Linked DNA regions of Danio rerio: region 1 is linked to region 2. Evidence: chromatin contacts called from public HiChIP or PLAC-seq data. All regions are on one chromosome and are shown on one strand. Each heading gives the region's core, a stretch centred on a gene start, on an enhancer-like site or on the middle of the called end of the contact. The rest is flanking DNA. Distances are from core to core; before and after follow the strand shown. Region 1 holds the start of znfl1g (zinc finger-like gene 1g). Region 2 holds the start of zeb1b (zinc finger E-box binding homeobox 1b).

What was found. HiChIP or PLAC-seq counts read pairs in DNA pulled down with a chosen protein or histone mark.
Region 1: an H3K4me3 HiChIP or PLAC-seq map of gastrula embryo shows a contact between it and region 2, with 2.3 times the contacts expected there. The contact joins the promoter of znfl1g here to the promoter of zeb1b in region 2. A contact is called at or near these places in 3 of 4 datasets of contacts at active chromatin or transcription factors (caudal fin, embryo and gastrula embryo).

The regions. Positions count from the first base shown.
Region 1 is chr12:28,766,897-28,774,157 of GRCz12tu, reverse strand. It overlaps znfl1g (zinc finger-like gene 1g), which reads right to left and starts at 5,937. Exons shown (of 2, transcript NM_001145701.1): 1 at 5,562-5,937; 2 at 2,771-4,292. The coding sequence starts at 4,288. The coding sequence ends at 2,771. It also overlaps a transcript of znf438 not described here.
Region 2 is chr12:28,648,344-28,655,751 of GRCz12tu, reverse strand. zeb1b (zinc finger E-box binding homeobox 1b) reads left to right here and starts at 3,878. Exons shown (of 8, transcript NM_131709.1): 1 at 3,878-3,961. The coding sequence starts at 3,904. It overlaps LOC141376812 (a long non-coding RNA gene), which reads right to left and starts at 197. Exons shown (of 2, transcript XR_012388035.1): 1 at 60-197.

The DNA.
Region 1 (7,261 bases), core at 4,688-7,187, 120 kb before region 2:
AACCAGCGACCTTCTTGCTGTGAGGCGATAGCACTACCTACTGCGCCACTGCTTCGCCCCTCTATTTTACATAGTCATTTTCTGAAAAACTTGCTGTCAAAATCTGCAGACTAGAAATGACTTTCAGCTTCTTCAGACTGCAAATTGGGGTAAAAATAATATTATTATATACTGTATTTCAGCATATTGTCACCCTTCAGGGAATACTCTCCTCAAACTTCAGATGGTTAATAGCGCCCTGATGATCACTAGCATTCAGTAACCTCCAATGGACAACTTTGGGCGATCAGATTATTAATAACGCACCGATGACATTGGCTGGAAATTCTTTTACTCACCCTTTACATTTCAAACCTTTGAGTTTCTTTCTTCTGAACACTAAATAAGATATTTTAAAGAAAGTTGGAAACATGTAACCTTTGACTTCTGTTTTATTTATTTTTCTACTATGAAAGTCGTGAGGTTACAGGTTTCCAGCTTTCTTCAAAGTATCTTCTTTAGTGTTGAACAGAATAAAGAAACTCATAAAGGTTTGAAACCACTTGAGGGAGAGTAATTAGTAAAAAAATGTATATTTTTGGGGAAACTATGTCTTTAACCCTTATCTATTGTTGGAATGTTTTTATCGACGCTGGGGTGATTTGAGTCTTAATTTTGCCATAACTTGTGTTTCAGATAGCAGAATTATTTTTGGTGAAAAATCTTATTTTTACACATATTTTGCTTAAATGCTTTGATTAAAAAAAAAACACTCAACAATACACTTTGGGCAAATTTACTACACATTTGTTATGGTTGAAATGAAAACATCCACTAAATTAAAAAATGCATTAGATAAATATTTGTTTTTGCATATATCTGTTGATCAACCTCAGTCCTGATCAAAACCTATAAGTTGTTTAGAAAAATCACAGGATTTTAACTCATTCACACGTGATGTCACTGATTCGATTAAAAAAAAAAAAAAAACACAAAATGACGTATTTTCAATATAAAAAGTAATTGTGGACTGTTTTTTTTTTTTTAATCTTTTAGAAATGTCTTGGAAATGTAAAACAACATTGCCTTTGATGTATTGTTTTCGATTTAATATATAGTTTTCTCCCTAATTTTGTGTTGGTGGCTTTGCCCTATTGACTTCCATTATAACCACATTTTTTATTACAAAACCATGACACCATATAATCATGCATTTTTGATTGTTGGTGGTGTTCCCTGTTGGGAAGTGTTAGATTTTGCTGTATTTGGCTTAACCGTTCTTGGGTGGCTCGCCAATGTATTAGATAACTCTAATACATAAAATAAGTAAGCTGACCAAAGTTCTTACGGAGAGAAGACTTTATTGAAGACAATCAATAGTGCAGTTCCTCAGCAGTGATGTTAACCCGTCGGTCTTCAAGTAACTTAACTCAAAGTACTGTCTGTGAGACAGTACTTTATATTAGCATCAAACAAAACATTCTGTTTACGAGGCTCAGCAGGACCCTCTTCAGATGTTTCAGCTGTTGTTTTGCTAATACCCATTGAGATTGTAAAAGGGTCATTTAGTTCACACCTATCAGTTTGTGGGGGTCGAGGCACAGGTCACCCCATCATATCACATCAGAGTTTAATCAATGTAAATGCAACTGAACTAAAATGCACATAATCTTTCAATCCCTCCTCTGATCATATTTGATCATAAAACAAGTTAATCATGTATACAGCAATCTGCAATACAGGCTATATAACTTAAAGTGACAGAATAAAAAGGCATGGTGAAGCTTGCATTTCCTTAAATGCCTGAGTCCATTTCTATTTGAAGTTGTGATGTTGTGGAAGTAGCGGATGTGGTTGTGTTCTGTGAATGTTCAGGTGTGTTCATCTAGGTGTCTGGTGTTGTGTGTCTCTGGTCATTCTCTGGAACATCGGAACACCTGCAATCACACAAAAGAGAAAAGGGAAACGTATCTTGCCCAAAAAAAGATTTTAGAGAAATTGTCAAACTGCCTATAGAAATTATAGAAACTGTCCCTATTTAATATAGACAGGACACTACAGTGTTTATCAGTGGTGGTTTATGTCTTCATCCTCAGGCGACAAGCTAGAGCCTAAAAACTCTAGTCCCGCCATATCTGGACTCTGAAAAACACTACTGTCATCTATCCCTCGTCTCTAGGCAAACTCACGTTGATCCATTTATCAAGTCCCTGAACTTTATTTATTGAATCAGATACTAAAACCTTCTCATATGAGCTCTCACACCTAGATTTTAATGGTAATATCTGAGGTTGTCGTATCTTTACCCATTTTCTGGGCTCTAAACTATGGCCCCTCTTCAGAGGTGACAAAACTTTATTATTGTCCTCATGTACTGCCAGGCTGAGTCTTGCTTTGTATTGGACAAGGCTGTCAGATGTCAGATTTTCTGTGGACATGGGCTGGCTTGGGGCATGTTCAAAAGGGCATAGTCTGTTTCCATCCATACTGCATTGGTTGCCATCACGCAGTTCTTTTGCATCGTCCATCAGCATTTCTTTTTTTGAGTTTTCATTTGCAGTCTGCTTTCTGTCTAAGACTGATCGGTGGTCTTTCTGAAGCTGTCTTAATGCCGCTGTATGTTCACCTCTCTCCTTTACGGCTTGTTTGGCAACACCATCTACTAGGACATCAAACTTGTCTTCATCTGTTGAGACTTCTGTGTCAGCTTTTATCTTACTGTTTGCATACACATTCAGTTCATCAGCTTCTGGAAAAGACGTCACTAGCTGGTGCTGCAGAGAGAGGTTCTTCAGTTTCCCTGCGGCTGTACTGCATTTAGCAGAGTCTGTTTTTGTTGTATTGTTAGCTGCTGAAACTGCTTGAACAGGTGGTCATCATCCTTGCTTTGATGTTTTAAACTGAGCTTGCACTCACGGGCCCAGTGTCCTTCTTCATTGCAATTTCTACATCTTCCTTTAGTTCGTAGTTTTGAGTATCCCATATACTCACGTTCTTTTTGCTCATCCTCAATTGTTCTGTTCTTGTAAAACAAACTTTTCGATTGCAAAGATCTGAGTCTGACATCTTGTGCTCTCTCCAGTTTAGCTGACCATTCAACAATCTGGATGAAAGTTGTTACAGTGCTGTCCCAGTCATCATACCTGATTTTAAGATCTTTAGAAATCTCAGGATTGAGTCCATTGACAAATGTTGTTTTCAGGGGAATTCCAGTGTCTTTGTCAAGATCTTCACTTGTATTCAGACCAGAATGTTCCGTCCATATTTGTCTGAAGCGTTCTTCAAACTCTGCAACACTTTCTCCAGTTTTCTGCATGCATGAGGTAATTCTTGCCCAATTGACCTCTGCAGGTTTCAGTTCAAACAAGAAGTTTTTTATGGCTTCCCATCCATCCTCTATGTTTTCTTGTGATTCACCAATCCTTCTTTCAACACTTTCTGTGAGTCTCTTTTGGTCACTGTCTCTTAGGGTGACATTAAGAATCATCACACCGTCTAGTGGATGTAAAATGTAGATTTTCTGCAGTCGTTGAAGAAACTGCCAAACCTTTCGTGGTTGTTTGTATACATCTGGCAGCTCTTTTGACCATTTGTCAACTTGCTCTGGAGTAGCTGGATGGTATGTCCTGTATGGAACATACTTCTTTACCACTTTTGTCACAGTGCGAGTTCGTCTCTCTCCATTGTCTTCATAGCCCTCCTCATTGTCAATTTCAACGTTAGTCCTTCTGTGTTTGACAATCACAGGAGCTAATCTAATCTTTGAGTTCACTGGGTCATGAACACAGGCGTTGATGGAAAGATCAGCCTCACTGTCAACAAAGCTGCTTGAAGATCTTGATTCCAGCTGTTTGGAGATCAAAGTCAATAGCTTGTTGTTTTCCTTTTCCAGTCTTTCTTTATCCTTCTTTAAGTTTTGCAATTGTTCAGCCAGTGCTCGAACTTTAGCTTTCTCCGCTTTGTTCTCACGTTCTAATTTGTCAATCTCACACTTATGCTCATGTTGAAGAATTTGCTTAACCAAAATCACAGACAATCCGTCCTTCTTGGTGGTTGTGCATAAGCGCTGTGTCTTTCCATAAGCCCTTTTAATGTCCGGCAATGCCCATAATCCACTCTGTGAGTGCTTGATGCTGTACTTCTTGCATACATCATCACAACACTTCCTCAGTCCCAGCCTTTTGTCTAAATATGCATTCAAATTCTCCAACATCTGGTCAATGGTAACACATGGAGGTTCTGTTCCATGTTTTTCTGATGTTGTTCTCAGGGTAGCTCCATTAGCATAGTTTCTTGCAGACTCAGCCATGGGAAGTACAGGACAGTGCTCTCAGAGGTGTGAAACAGAACAAAAGGTGTTAGAGCTAATAAAGGTGCTTATTCAAATTTAAATTCACAGCAGTCTGTTAAACCATTACAAATACATAGACAGATTCAACATTTTTTTCAAAGCTAAATTAGTGGCTAATAAAGTAGCACTTCATTCTTTCAGTCCCAATTCTTATTTGGCTACTAACAATCTTTGAACAAATGTATTAAACTATTACTTTTACAATCTCTACAATCCCAACAAAGAATGTATCAAGCTTTGCTTCTGCATTATCTTAGTGATTTGACCAGAATTATTTTTTCACAGTTTCTACAATCTTCAAAGCAAGAATCAAGTCTAAAATTGCCTAAAAGCTTCTGTCTAATAACAATTCTTTCTGAGCATTATCTTAGAAGGCTAAGTAACTTTCTTTAGGATTTGTCCCTAGTACAATGTGCTTAAATCTTACTGTATCCTTAAACCTAAGGCAAATAGCTTTCAGTTTTATGCCATCATATTTTAACACAGTTAGAATTTTCAAAATTACAATAATGGCTACTGAATTAGCCCACAGTCAAGAATTCCTAATTCTCGCAGCAATATGAGTCTCAAACTATTTATGTTTGCTTTATATGGCTCCTAACCATCTTTGGACAAAGGAGCTAAACTGTTATTTTTCAATCTCTACAATCACAGCTGAGAATGGACCAAGCTCTGCTTCTGCATAATCTTAGTGATTGGACCAGAATGATTATTTAACAGTTCATACAAACTCCAGAAAACTAACCAAGCCTACAATGTTTTTAAGATTTCTGTCGTATCACAGAAGGCTCTGTTACTTTCAAAATTAAAATAGTGGCTACTGAATTAGCACCCAGTCAAGAATTCCTAATTCTTGCAGCAACATCAGTCCCAAACTATTTTACGGCTCCTACAGTCCCCTGGGGAAATGGACCAAATTATTTTCAACAATTCCTACAATCTCCAAGAGAAAGGACCAAATTGTTTCTTAAATAATTCCTACAAGTACCCTGAGAATGGACTAAGCCTAAAATTTCCACTGCTCTTTCAAAATCTTTTGATAAATGGACCTAATTGTTTCTTTAACAATTTCTGCAAATATCAAGAGAAAGCCTGAAATTTCAGCAATACTATCACTGAATTTAGTTTTTTACTGCACTACATATACAGGTCAATCTGCTTACTTTAATGGTTACTTATAAAAGATGTCTCTTTTAAGGGTTCTTTAAGAGAGCTGATAAGTTTCACTCACCAAACTAGGATCTTTGAGATGAGATCCAGTTGATAAAATAAAGTGTGTCCACAGATACAATATGTAGATCCAGGACTCGTCCACAAACAAAATCTGTTTATCTTCAGCTTTAACTGTAGATTCTCCAAGATTCTTCAGTTCATTTCTTGTTGCAGTTGATGAGTTTTCCTCTTTTCAGTCTCTCCTGGCTGGCTCGCCAAATTGTTAGATTTTGCTGTATTTGGCTTAACCGTTCTTGGGTGGCTCGCCAATGTATTAGATAACTCTAATACATAAAATAAGTAAGCTGACCAAAGTTCTTACGGAGAGAAGACTTTATTGAAGACAATCAATAGTGCAGTTCCTCAGCAGTGATGTTAACCCGTCGGTCTTCAAGTAACTTAACTCAAAGTACTGTCTGTGAGACAGTACTTTATATTAGCATCAAACAAAACATTCTGTTTACGAGGCTCAGCAGGACCCTCTTCAGATGTTTCAGCTGTTGTTTTGCTAATACCCATTGAGATTGTAAAAGGGTCATTTAGTTCACACCTATCAGTTTGTGGGGGTCGAGGCACAGGTCACCCCATCATATCACATCAGAGTTTAATCAATGTAAATGCAACTGAACTAAAATGCACATAATCTTTCAGAAGAGGTCAAATTTGTCATTTTTACTGTTGATCATCAGTTGGCACTATTTACCCTTCAGATGGCCCTGTGCAAAAAAAAAAGAAAAAGAAAAAAAAAGCTTAGTTTCTGGATTTTATATGGCGTATAACAGCAAATAAAAGTGTGTATGTGTGTCTGAGTGTGTGAGAGTGACCTTTACGCACTTACCTTAATGTGTCTGAGAAAATCAAAATATGCATCTCAGCTCTCAGAACTACATGGAGCAAACAAAAACAAAGACTGTATTTATGCACCATCAAATGTGCGTATAATGGAAGTCAATGGGGAAAAACAGCCACCAACAGTAAATAAGTGGGAATAATGAAAATCTAGCAATGCATCAAAGACAATATTGTAACTAATTGTCTGTTCTCATCTCCAAGACTGAAATAAAAGGGAAAAAAAAACAGCCCACAATTATTTTTATATTAAAAAATGTAATTTTTATGTGTTTTTTTTCTTCACCAGATCAGTGACATCAAATTGTGAATTTAGAAAATAAAGAGTTAAAATCCTGTAATTTTCAAAACAATTTTGTAGTTTTGATCAGGATTGAGGTTGATTTAAAAGATTATGAAAAAAATAATCTGATGCATTTTTTACAGCAGTTTAATTCAGTGGATGTTTTCATCACTACCATAACAAAAGGGTAGTACATTTGAACAGTGTACAAGGGTTAAGCATGCTGAATTGATAATCATCAGTGTTGTCAGAGAGAGAGAGAGAGAGAGAGAGAGAGAGAAAGAGAGAGAGAGAGAGAGAGAGAGAGAGAGATTGGATGTACAATTTAACAAATTAGCCACTGCATAAAAAGCAAAAGTGATAAGACAGAGCACTGTTCTAATTCTTACCTATATCAATATGCAAATATATTTCGAAAACATGAGCCATCTGAAATGAAGAAAGTGATCAACATTATTTATATTAAAAAAGATAAAGCAAGAGCCACTTTGTTTACTGTTTGAATGCATGCAGTTGACCTTTTTTTGAATAATGAATTCAGCTACTGATATAGACAGCTGTTTTGTATAATTCAGACAAGTGACTGC
Region 2 (7,408 bases), core at 2,629-5,128:
TCTTTATAGCAACACTCCAAATACTAACCTTTCATTTGTGTTGCGTCATCTAATATTACCTTAAACATGACTCTTTTTCTAACTTCTCTCTGTCATTTGGTTGCTTTTCCTTTTCGCTGTCTGTCAGTTTCTCTCTCTCTCTCACGCATTCTCTCCCTGGTCAGAGTCAAGAGGAGTAAACATCCTTGGGGAACAGCGAGCTCTTTCTTTGGGTGGAGGACTGAATCATTGCAGCGAGGGTCCCATGATCCTCCCTGTGCCTTGGGACACACACTGCATTCCTCCTCCTTCCTACTCAATCGCGTACATAGTCAGATGCACATTTGCCTCATAGTTTAATATCTCAATACACAGACCCTTCTACTGCACATCAAGAAGTGTATATACAATTCTGGCAGTATACAGGGGGTAAATAGCGTAAGACCTACTGTCACGGTTACTTAATAATCTGACAAAGTTTTTGGCATCCTGACGAACTGTGAAGTTCATTACATATGCTTATTTCACTGCTGTTTAGATCAAATATTCTGTTACGATTATATCTGCGCTCTATTTAGTGCGTAAGGCACCGATAGCATCAGTCATGTGACATAATATTTAATAATTGATAAATGAATGGCACTGCTTTGAAGTTCAAACTATGTTCCTTTGAATTTAGTATGAACTAAATAAAAACATTTATATATAATTCAAAACTTAGGGGGAAAACTGACGAACGTATGAAAGATTCAAAGATGTCTGCATGATCTTGTCAGAAACAGTCATTAAAAAAAACTGTTTTTGATGAAACTCAAGTGATATGATTATAATGAAGGAGAAACTAGGGTTCATTGTCACAAGGATACTATATGCAGCAGTGGTGGAAAGAGTACTGAAAAGTCATACTCGCGTAAAAGTATTAAAACTTGCCCAAAAATGTGGTGCAAGTAGAGTAAAAGTATGTGTTGTAAATATCACTGAAAGTATGAGTAAAAAGTAGCCCTTTTAAAAGTAGTGAGTGTTACACTGTGAAAAGTTGATGCGTTTACATGCAGTTTGTCCAGGGATGTGTAAACATAACATACTGTAGTGCATTTAGTGATCTTCCTATATTCCTTCTTTCCTTCCATTGTTTGTTTGTTCTGTCCTTCCTTTATTCATTTGTTTGTCCCTTTATTCATTTGGCCCTTCCTTCGTTCCCTCATTCATTCATTAATTTGTTCCTTCATTCTTTTTTCCTTCCTTCATTTGGTCCTTTGATCATTCATTCATTCGTCTTTCCTTCTTTCGTTCCCTAGTTTGTCCTTCTAGGAAGTCCTTCCTTGAATGCTTCTTTCGTTCATTTGGTCCTTTCTTCCTTCATTAGTTCAGTCCATCCTTCCTTCATTATTTAGTTGTTCAGTTCTTGAATCCTTCCTTCATTCATGTGGTCCTTCCTTTCTTCAATTGTTCAGTACTTCCTTACTTCCTCCTGTCCTTCCTTTCCTTCTTTGTTTCTTAGTTTGTACAGTCCTTCCTTAAATCCTTCCTTCATTTATTTGGCCCTTTCTTTGTTCACTTATTCATTCATTCCTTCATTCTTTTTTCCTTCCTTCATTTGGTTTTTTGTTCTTTCTTTCATTCATTCATTCATTCGTTTCTTAAACTGTTTAGTTCTTCCTTGAATCCTTTCTTTCATTCATTTGGTCCTTCCTTCATTAGTTCAGTCAATCCTTCCTTCCTTTCTTCGTTCCTTAGTTTGTTCAGTCCTTCCTTGAATCCTTTCTTCATTCATTTGGTCCTTCCTTTCATTCCTTGTTGTTCGGTCCTTCCTTTAATCGGCCCTTCCATCCATTCTTCATTCGTTCCATTTAGTGATTGTTTAAAGTGATTTAGTGCTTTCAGTCAGCATACAGTCGACATCCTTCATTTTCTCATCAGTGACTTGCAGTCTATAAACAGTCTCTGGGTCATAGCGTGAAAAGATTTTGAACATCTTTTTAGACATTTTTTTAATGCTTTCAAAAGGTTTGCTGCATTTATAAAGTGCCCATGCCTTGAGGTTGTTCAGTAGGACGGTATTTACTTTCTATGTGTGATTTGATTGAACAGGAATCACAGGACTGATTTTTCTACTTTCGCCAATCACCATAGACAAGAAAGAAATAAAGTAGTGACTGCAGTTTAAAGGAAAATAGTGGAATAAAAAAAATGTACAGGGAAAGTAAAAAAAAAAAAAAAAAAAAAATGTTCTCAAGGGAAAGTAAAGTACACATTTTTAAAAACTACTTAGTAAATTGCAATTCCTGAGAAAAGTCACTCAGTTACAGTAATTGGAGAATTTGTAATTTGTTACTTTACACCACTGATATGCAGTATGTCAGAACTGTGTGATTCCTAATTCGAGCCTTTGTTAATGGGCTTAAATTAGTGTAACTTTTAATTTCATTCAGTCATTCATTTTCTATTGGCTTAGTTCCTTTATACTTCAGAGGTTGCCCCAGCGGAATGAACCGCCAAATTATCCAGCATATGTTGTACGCAGCGGATACCCTTCCAGCTGCAACCCAGTACTGGGAAACACCCATACACTTTCACATGCTCACACATATCGTGTCCCCCAACTTTAATTTAATTTATTTTACTTTTAACATTTTTTAAAAGATTAGCAATAAAATAGAAATACATAATGCTTATTATAATGAATAAAACAGTTATAATTATAATTATAGTGTATTACATTACAATGTAAAAAAGAAATATATCGTAAAATAGGCAATTATTATATTCATTATGATTAATTTGCTATTTAATTTATTTTACTTTTTAACATTCTATCCTCCATATTATTTGTTTCTGTCTTTGTTTAGCAAAAGCTTTTTGAATGCACATTAAAATCAATGTTCTACATTAGGCAAGGGTTAACAGCATAAAACATATACTTTAAGATAAATATAAGACAGGTAAATGTTTTCCTACTCATATCAAGTGCAGATAGATAATCATATTTTAAATATAATCAATATAGGATTATCTATCTAAATTTTATATAAATAGGAAAACATGTCCCTGTTTTATATTTACCTTAAAATATTTATTTTATGCTGTTAACCCTTGCCTAATGTATAATAAATTATACAAAAAGTTATAATTTTTTGTACATTTACGCTATGCAGATATCGGCTATATTCTTCATAGCATAAATTTACAAAAAAAAAAACAGAAAATAAAAACAGAAATATTTTTAACAATAGGCTGTTATTATATTTATTATATTTTTTTAAATATTTTTGTAGCCAAGACTTTGTATATATGTACAGATAATGACTTTAATTAAAGTATACCTTAAATACGAGTCATATAAGAGTGACTAGTCTCAGCGACCACCATACAATAAGATAAAAGCTTCTCAAAGCAAGTTTCATGACAAGTAGTTTTGTGGTTTATCATGAATGAGTAACAGTTGTTGCCAAGATTGAGACAGCGTGTGTGTGTGTTTGCGTGCGCGCGCAATAAACAGGTGCACGCGTCAAACTTTCCCCGCCCCCACTCACACTGTAAAATAATACATAATTTGACGCTAGGTTCAGTTTGCGTATCTACCGTTGCACTTAATGACTGTTTTATGCAAACAACCTTGCTTCCTCTGAGCTGTCAATCAATACAGACACCGAAGAAGTGTTCGTGCTCACGGACAGGTTGATCGGTGACCGTTTCGGACAGGCAGCAGCGCCACGGGGAGCGCGTGGTGTGAGGGGCGGGAGTTGGCCAGAGACGGGGGTCTGAGCGCCAGAGAGAGAGGTATAGGAGCCAGAAGGTAATGTCGTAAAGCCGAGTGTCGTAAACCAGGTGCAGGGAGGGGAGGTGGAGTAGAAGGGAGGGAGGGGAGGTGTGGGGGCGAGAGGAGGTGACTCTCCAGCAGCATTTAGACACAGCGAAAGGATCATGGCGGATGGCCCCAGGTGTAAGCGCAGAAAGCAGGCGAACCCGAGGAGGACAAACGGTGAGTAAAAACCCTTCGCTTTGATTGGCGACGGCTGATTTCATTCAACTCTGGACTCCGGGCCGCTGGCAGAACTTCTCGAGCCCTTCAAAGTGCTGGAAAGTAGCGCTGTGTTATAGCCCCTATCTGGTGTACCGTTATACCTGCCGCGCTCGCGACTCTCTCTCCGCCTAGCGGTACAGAGCGCGAGCGCGGACCGTTATTCGCAGCCAGTCCCATACAAGTGACTCTCGCTTTTGTTTCCCCTTTTATTCCCCTTTGCCTCGAGTTCACTTTGTTAAGCTTTCTGATCAAAACAGATACTTAGGATTGGGTCTGTTTCTCGTCACTGCTGGCTTTTCCTCTTTAGATTCGACCGAACTGAAACTTATTTTCTCGCTCAAAATGTACCTGTTTGGTCCGATGCGGCGGATTTGGTTTCACACGAAACAGACTGAGCGATTGAAGTGGGGAAACGCTTTCATAAATACATGTTTGAGAACAGACCGCTTGTTCGGGAGGATTTTGTTTTATTTTCGTTAACTGCAAACTTTGTTTAGTGTATCTGCAATGGGGCTGTTCCGCTGTCTGTGTGGTAGCAGGTAGCTAGCGGCTAGCAGAATCCTAAAAATAACCTTTGATGGTAAACATTTTAGCTTATGGAGATGGATAAACATGTTTATATCGCCGAGGTGACAGTTTGACTTGTTTACTTCCTACGCAACAGCTACAAGTCGCACTTTTGTCATCCAGCTGAACAGAAAGTGCCTGATAACAGCAGCACGCTGCTCTCCGGTGCCGCTGCAGTAGAAAAGGGGGCATGTATTCAGTTCGCGGTGATGTTTGACAGGAAAGTTTCTTCTTGAAGTTTACAAAGCACAAAATAAGGGTGTGTTTATGCAACAGTCCTGCCAGTCTATAGGCGTCCCCGCGGGATTCGGAGCACGATGCCAGTTAAAGCAACCTGTTTGTGCAGCCAGCCTGCCACATTTCTAGTTGGGTGGTAACGCTGAGGAGAAAAGGAAAGGAATCTGAAGGGCTGTCTGCTGCTAGAACAACTGCTGCAGCCTATATAAGGAATGCGTATACATCCCGAGCAGCGCAGACAATCCTGATAAATCGCTCTGCTGCAGCTGGACTTACTGCACTGACACTTTATTTGTTTTGGGGACTTTATGCATCCGCTTTGTAACGCAGCGTCCTTAACTGTGTAGTTTTCTGTGTGGTGGATAACTTACTACTGTACTGGCGATTTGCGATCTTGAAATATGACTATTTACCTTGCATCTTGTGCATAGCAGAGGTTTAGACGTCAACCTAACTAAATTCACTGAGGAAATCGATAACGAGAAACGTGAGGCGTGCTTCACCTCTTGCGCGCGCGTGAGATAAGGCAACATTAACTAAAAACATCGTTTTCATTCAAACAAACTCGCTCCTTTTCGATTCAAGTGCATAGTTAATTTTTAAGATGCTTAAGCAGACGCTAGTGAAGAAAGAGACTTTTCCTCAGGCTGACGCCATGCGCGCGCCATGTAGCGGTTCTCTCAGCACGCGCGTGTGTGAGCGACCTGTAAATATGTGTCTACCTGATCGGACAGGAGGACAAAAATGTCACTTAGGTTTTTCATAAATGTCATCTGACCATCTTGCTCGTTTTTTGCTACCTGAACTTGCTGACAAGGAAGGAGTCGTTGTTTTTCACTCTGTGAGATACATTGTCTCGTTTTGAAAGCAGACGGGAGGCGTTTCTCGTGCGTTGCAGCAAATGTCAACTTGTGCAGGTATACCAACGATGTCTGTGTAGTGTTTTTCGCATGCCTTCTCACTCTCAGCTGTTGTCGTTTGTTTTTAACTGTTGAACGGATGGATGCCTGTTATCATTCGGCTTTCTATAGCGCTTGCTCCTAAAGCACAGCCTGAGCAAAGAGCATCCTCGGTACAGTTTCTGGAGCATCGTTCGTGATCATTTACCTAGCGATAAAAGCATAGGCGTGTTCTTAAACGGTTAAACCTGAAAAGATTTTACACCATGAGGCTTGAGGGTGATTTTGTTGCGCTTTTCTGCCGTGTTGGATTGAAATAAGTGCTTTGTCATGGGGCGTTTGGCAATGCTCACCGCACTGCAGGTATCTGAACGCAGAGACGCACCTGAACCGTGCGTCAGCAACTTGTACTTGAACATCTCCACTTATTGGTATTGTTGACATATTATGTCATGATTATGTTAATCGTTATCTTTGTGTGTTTAATAAAGCTTGCGTTATCATTTTAAGCTCAAAACAAAATGTTTTTGTTTAAGAAACAAAGCAAAAAAGCAAAAAAAAAAAAAAAAAAAAAAAAAAAAAAAAAAAAAAAACAGGTTGAGCAATTAAACATAGGCTGTAGCTCTACGCATCCTGACCGTTAATTATCTGAAGTCACGGGTTGACCTAGGAGCGCACCCGCCGAGTATCAGCGCTCCCGGTGCGTGATCAACGCTCCCTGAGAGTGCGCGTCCCTGCGTCATTAGCATACGCCCCTCCCCCTCCGCGCCCCCGTGAGGAGTGTTGATCAGACCGTGTATAATTGGAATGTGGCCGCCTGAGTGCTTCACCGTTTGGTGTAAAGGCCAACAGTAAATGTTCACTGGAGGCATACTGTCTTCTAGATAGATTCATTCTGTGTTTACAAGACTTACCTTTGCTTTAATTACTATAATCAAGATGAATTGAATGTTTTTATTTCAACTCACTTTACAACTATTTTAATTCAGCCAAGGAGGCCTTGATGTTTGAATCCTCTACTAAAGAATGTGAACGGTACTGTTTGTATATAACATCTTCTGCTCTAATTATAATTCAGACAACCTTTACCGGCTTAACAATCCCACATAATTAAAAAAAATCTCCCTTAGGTCTTTTGAGATGTTGCTTGTTGCTCTTATCAGTATAGGCCTAATTGTTGGCAGCATCGCAGTGCTGATAAATCACAGATGGAACAAGTTGCAGCAATGAGATGAGTGGTTACACATGCACATAAATATATGTGCTTGAAACTGCAAAAGTGAACAAACTGGATATATATGTCAATTAATAATTTCCAAAACAATCACGTTTACACAGTGTACTGACTACGGAAAAGTTTAACTTTGAGTTTTAAAAGCTTCTGATACAGATAATAACACTATAAAATGATTTTCATTCATTATTATAATAGCATGCTGGACTAATACTGTCACTGTATGGCATGGCATCTTGAGCAGCACAAACACATTCTTGTAATCTCTTGTTGAAGTGGTTGTCTATTAGTAGGGCCAGAGAGAATCTGCAGATATCTATTGCTATTTCTGTGGAGAATTTTGAAAAATATTTGTGGATTTATGTGGAATCATTTTATGAGTATCATAACTAAAAACTAAATATATATATTTTTTACTTTTATCTAATGTTTACAATGCGAATCCAATTAGATCAACTTACTTGGTAA